Regions from separate parts of the Drosophila melanogaster genome. Here region 1 is linked to region 2. The links are chromatin contacts, called in public HiChIP or PLAC-seq maps. All regions are on one chromosome and are shown on one strand. The core of a region is the stretch at or near the end of the contact, and the rest is flanking DNA. Distances in the headings are between cores, read along the strand shown. Region 1 holds the start of mbc (myoblast city). Region 2 holds the start of orb (oo18 RNA-binding protein).

Evidence for each region. HiChIP or PLAC-seq counts read pairs in DNA pulled down with a chosen protein or histone mark.
Region 1: a contact with region 2 is called in an H3K27ac HiChIP or PLAC-seq map of the Kc167 cell line, with 3 times the contacts expected there. The contact joins the promoter of mbc here to the promoter of orb in region 2.

The regions. Positions count from the first base shown.
Region 1 is chr3R:23,780,375-23,783,127 of dm6, reverse strand. It overlaps mbc (myoblast city), which reads right to left and starts at 1,363. Exons shown (of 14, transcript NM_057796.4): 1 at 740-1,363. The coding sequence starts at 788. Nup98-96 (Nucleoporin 98-96kD) reads left to right here and starts at 1,507. Exons shown (of 9, transcript NM_142930.3): 1 at 1,507-2,243; 2 at 2,304-2,753. The coding sequence starts at 1,964.
Region 2 is chr3R:23,279,487-23,282,186 of dm6, reverse strand. It overlaps orb (oo18 RNA-binding protein), which reads left to right and starts at 1,331. Exons shown (of 10, transcript NM_001275941.1): 1 at 1,331-1,756; 2 at 2,629-2,700. It overlaps Cdc16 (Cell division cycle 16), which reads right to left and starts at 986. Exons shown (of 6, transcript NM_058049.5): 1 at 801-986; 2 at 227-737; 3 at 1-172. The coding sequence starts at 896.

The DNA.
Region 1 (2,753 bases), core at 114-2,613, 500 kb before region 2:
AAAGGTCAACAAAACGAGATCCATAAAAAATTCACACGCATTCGAAGCGGGTCGCGATTAGATATTTCATGGTCACTGCCATTGAATTGGGATTTGTCTCACAGTGTACACAGAAAATAAACATTTCTACTGTCAGCTTGATGCAGCTTGCCTTGGGTTTACAAAGACCAGGTTTCAAATCCCACACCCGTAAATACGTAAAAGTTGTAGTACTAATGTTGTAGTACTTCAGATTTAAGTTTATGTAAAATTACATTAATTGTATAAAATTTCTTTATGTGTACCAGGCCTTTTTTCTGGCAGTGTGTTGCAGTTGCACGTGAGAGACAGAGACAGTATGAAAAGCGAGAGAGACAATAGAAAACAGGTTTTAGTTTCAAGAGCAAATCTCAGAATTTTATGCTAGTGTTGACTGAGCAGGATGAAATGAAATGAAAAACGAAACAACACAGTGAGAGCGGGAAAGGGAGGATCAACAGCAGCCGAGTGAGCGTGTGCAAGCGAGAAGGTGCAACAAGTTTTACCGTAGCAACGCAGCAGGAGGCACACACATGCGGTGAAATAAGAGAGAGAGTTAGAGAGAGAGGTGGGGGTGGAGATGAGGTGTGCTCTGGAAAAGAGCGCCCAACAGTTCATAAAGTTTTCCTTTATTGTTGTTTACAAAGCACTTTGTTTAAACATTCCTGCCTAGCCATATTCTACCTAATTTATCGGCTTAATAGCCGCATTGCCAACTTACCAATGCCGAATTCTGCCTGCTTGGCATTGCAGTCGCTCCACACACTCATCTTGAAGGCTTTTCTTCTCGTTGTTGTTGCTTCTACTAGTGTTGTTGCTGATATTGTTGTTTTTGCGCCGACTTTTACCACCAACACGGCGACAAACGATCGCTACTCACACATGCAAAGCGATGGACTTTCGTTTGCGAAAATAAAAACAACAAGACATTAAATTAGGCAACGGCAAAAGAGCAACACGTAGTTGAAATTTTGATTTCGTTTTCACAATGCCGCCAACACAAGCATTTCGCCTCCGATTTCGCTACAGATTTCGACGAAAAGCACACCGGTTGGACAATTGCAACCAATAAATAATTATTGCACAAAAGCTAGCATTCCGCACAAATTGTCGCTCCGCAAATGCATTTTGCGCCGTTTTTCGCTCGTTTTGTTCTCGACTTGTATTTGGGCTGGGAGTTGGCCGCTGCCGCTCAGCTAATTATCACATGTACACGCACTCGATCGCACACACACTCGTGTGTGACAGTTGCCAATTAATTAAATAACCGCTCTCGGAAAACAACCCGCGCGTTTCAACTGTTTGTTGTGAATGAGCGTGCTCGATGCCCAGAAGTACCGTACTGTTCCCAATCGAAAATATCAAATATAGAGTGCCCCTTACAGCGTGTTCACACCGTTGATGTCAAATGGGTTTTCACTTTGTTCGCAGTACGGTCACATAAAAATGTGAAAATCGAGCTTACCTACAAAATACGAGAAACCCAAGTTATAAAATACATTTTCCACACATTCATAGTAAATTTGCTTCGGAGGCACCAAGCAAAAATTTTATTAAGACCATAAATAAGTTATGGTCAATAGTTATGCGCCTGGCAGTTGTATCCTGCTTTTTTACAGTGTATTTTTGCATGCGATTTCACGCCTTGGTCACACTTTTGGCTGCATTTTCTTCAACATCGTGAAAAAATCGGCGCGCCATTTCTGTCCACTTTTTGCGTCAGACTCGGTCGACTCCTGCTGACTTGACAAATTCGCGAGTGTTTATTTGTTTTAAGCTAAGCCTGTCCGGTCCCACAACCTTCGCATCCGGCGCAGCCGCCCCAGCTTGCCCAACGTGGTGAAATCGAAGCATTGCTCATCGCGATAGTTGGCATTCCGGCGAAGGACAAAGCAGGGGATCTACCTAGTATATGTTTGTTATCTGAGCAGCAGCAGCGAGCAAAATGTTTGGCGGCGCGAAACCCAGCTTCGGAGCCACTCCGGCGGCCACCAGCTTTGGCGGATTCAGCGGCACCACAACAACCACTCCGTTTGGCCAGTCGGCATTTGGCAAACCCGCCGCACCGGCCTTTGGAAACACCTCCACCTTTGCCGCCCAACCCGCGCAGCAGTCACTGTTCGGTGCGGCAGCCACACCAGCTCAGCCCGCCGGAGGCTTATTCGGGGCAAACACGTCCACGGGATTTGGAAGCACTGCCACAGCTCAGCCCACGGCTTTTGGAGGTTAGACACGATCATTTGAAGTGGTATCATGTTACTAATTTAGTAATTTCTTCTTTGCAGCCTTCTCGCAGCCGCAACAGACCTCGAACATATTTGGATCCACCCAGACGGCGGCAAGCACCTCCCTCTTTGGACAATCGACGCTACCCGCCTTTGGAGCCGCCAAGCCGACTATGACGGCCTTTGGGCAAACAGCTGCTGCTCAGCCCACGGGCTCTTTGTTTGGCCAACCGGCTGCCGCCACCAGTACAACAGGATTCGGAGGCTTTGGGACGTCGGCGCCTACAACCACCAATGTTTTTGGCAGTGGCACCGCCTCCGCCTTTGCCCAACCTCAGGCTACGGCCGTGGGAGCTTCCGGAGTCAATACGGGCACGGCCGTGGCCAAGTACCAGCCAACCATTGGTACAGATACCCTGATGAAGAGCGGTCAGGCAAATAGTGTGAACACTAAGCAGCACTGCATCACGGCTATGAAGGAGTTCGAGGGCAAATCTCTGGAGGAGCTCC
Region 2 (2,700 bases), core at 82-2,581:
TTGATAAACTGGAGTATGTCAGGATTAACAATGGGGGACATCTCCTCAGCATTGCGTGCGGAAATCAACTCGTAGTACTTCTTCAGGCGAGATTCATAAAGTTTTAGTATAAACTTGGCATCAGCTTCGCTGGATTGTTGTGCCAGCGGTAAATGATGCATTAGCTCAAACTCTGCAATGATTAAGTTGAGATTATACTGTATTCAGAAAGTAGGTGCATGCTCACCTTCCCAAGCCATCAGCATTTCGTGTTGAACCAGCGCCTCCAGGGCCTCAAAGCAGTATATGGATTTGTGAAGGGCCTGAACATAGAAGTCCATTGCCATGCCGCGATTGTCCAGGGCCTCATAAACTTTGCCCTTCATTAGGTAAATGGATGAGAGCAGTTCATTTCTGTGATTCTCCTCGCCACCAAAGACACTGTTGCTTTCCAGATAGCAGCCACTGCTTGCATCAACGGGCTGGTTGATCAGCGATGTGGTCATGACTTCCACCTCCACATTCTGGATGACATTGGCCGCCTCGGTAAACTCCTTGGCCGCATAGAGACTTTCCAGTAGTAGGTTAAAACATGGCAGTGAATTCTTCTCTAGCTTGTGATGCTGTATTGTGTGAGCAGCACGATGGTATTCCCCCAGTAGGTACATGCACTGCGCCTGGTAGTAAATATCCCTGGGTTCCAGGCCACCAAGCACGGCCACCTTTTCTGCCCAAAAAAGCGCTGTGGAGTAGCGACGCTAAAAATGCAATTGAATTTGCACTCAGGCTCTGCTTGCCGGCTTTTGGTTTTTTTGTCTTACCATGTCTATGAATTGTTTGACCAGCTGCCGGTACAAGGCCAGGTCGATGTGTTCATTGGTGGTGTCAGTGCTTGTGTTTTCCGTGTCCCCGGGCATTTTTATTAACGCAGAATTGTATTTTTGTTATAAATTTGATACAAGTTTTCCGCCGCTGGTAATAACTCATTTGAACATAGTGGCAACTCTGTGCAAAACAGCTGTATTGTTGCCATTCACTGGAAACAGTTGTTTACGCCAGTGAAAAAAATTTGGTTGCTGTTAATGCTTTACCAATAAGTAATAAAATTAATGGAAATATAAAAATTATTTTAAAACCAAAACTTTAAATGAAAATACAAATTAAATAAATTATTTAAATAGTTCAGCCATTTGTGCGAATTTTAATGACTGTTTCTTTTTTTGTCGAGGAATCGTCGAACACAAGTTGTTTCAAACAAATGAGCGCTTTTAAGTTCAAGAGAGCGGTTGCATGCGGTTGGTTCGACAGAGCCAGGCGAAAAAGGTTATTTAAGCAGCGTTGCACGCCGTGGCGTGGCCATAATATCAAAAAATCCCGACTAAAATTCCAAAATAAAAGATATCACGGGATGATAATTTAGTTTGTTCTATTAATTTGTATTGCCGCGGCAGGGTCCGCTCAAATTTAAGGCTCAATTTTAAATTCGAGTTAATGTGGTGCCATACCACAGTCGCAAAGATTTTCAACAATCAAAATAGTTTAATAGTAAAAAATGCGTCCGTGAGTGAGTAGTTTGGCGAAACAGCATCGGAAGGAGAAACGGAAAACGGCGAAGGGCGTGCAAAGCAGAAGTAACGGTTCCTGGCGGCGTGTGTGCGAGTGTGTGTAAAAATGTGCTTGGTGGACGACAAAAGAAACGGGATGCGATTGCAAGTGCGGAATTAAAATAAAATTCACACGAATTTATGCGCCATCCGCGTGTTTTTGCGAGTCCTGGGTATGTATTGGTGTATCAGTGTTAGCCGGCACTAGAAATTGTTGACCGAAAAATGGTGCAGTTCAAATTAGTTGGTAACAAGAAGGTGAAGAAAAACAGGGCAGCGGCTCATTTTTCGTTCTCTCATTCTCGACGTGCGTATTTTACAACTTTACAACTACACACTACTATTATGTGCCGTTGGTCCTGTTTTTTTTTCTGTTGCCTTTGGCTCACGTCATCTCTCCAAAAACTACGGCAATCAATCGCCGCCTTGGCCACACAGAGGAAATGAAGCTGGAATTGCGCGGGGTCTTAATTCGTTAATAAAATGTAAGGTGTGCACAATAATAGATTTTTGGATTGTCCGGTATCAATTGAAAAGAAATATGAATAACAGTGCAATTCATGAAAGTATAGCAATTTTTCTTTCTGTGTGCACACTTATTCTTACTACCCATTATTCTACGCACAGAGCGCGAGAGTGAGATGGAGAGAGTAGAGAAAGGGCGAGACAGGGCTTGGCCCCATCTCCATCTCCATTTTACAACTCCAACTTCGCTGCCACTGCTCATTTCATGCTGATTTATGGCTCTAATAATAGGTTCGCTCAACACACAGCTTCCGAAAGGATTACCACCCGAAAGGATAATGCATAGTTTGTGTTATTGGCGGCCATAAAAGCCCCCTTTAAAGTAAACGACCCTGGATTACAGTTAATTACAGTTAGCCGGGACAGTGTCATAGAGAGTAGGAGAGAGAGGGATACGCCTTGATCGATTTACGGCATTTAACGCTCAAGTGCGTACGCGTGTGTTTTCTTTAAACTCCACTGATTTGGAAACTACAAAGAAGAGTACTCTTATAATTAATTCATGCTTATGATATTTCAGGCCTTTGGAAATTTGCATCGTTGACGAGGCGGAATGAATCGATGACTATTTGCTGCTGATACGGCCACATCT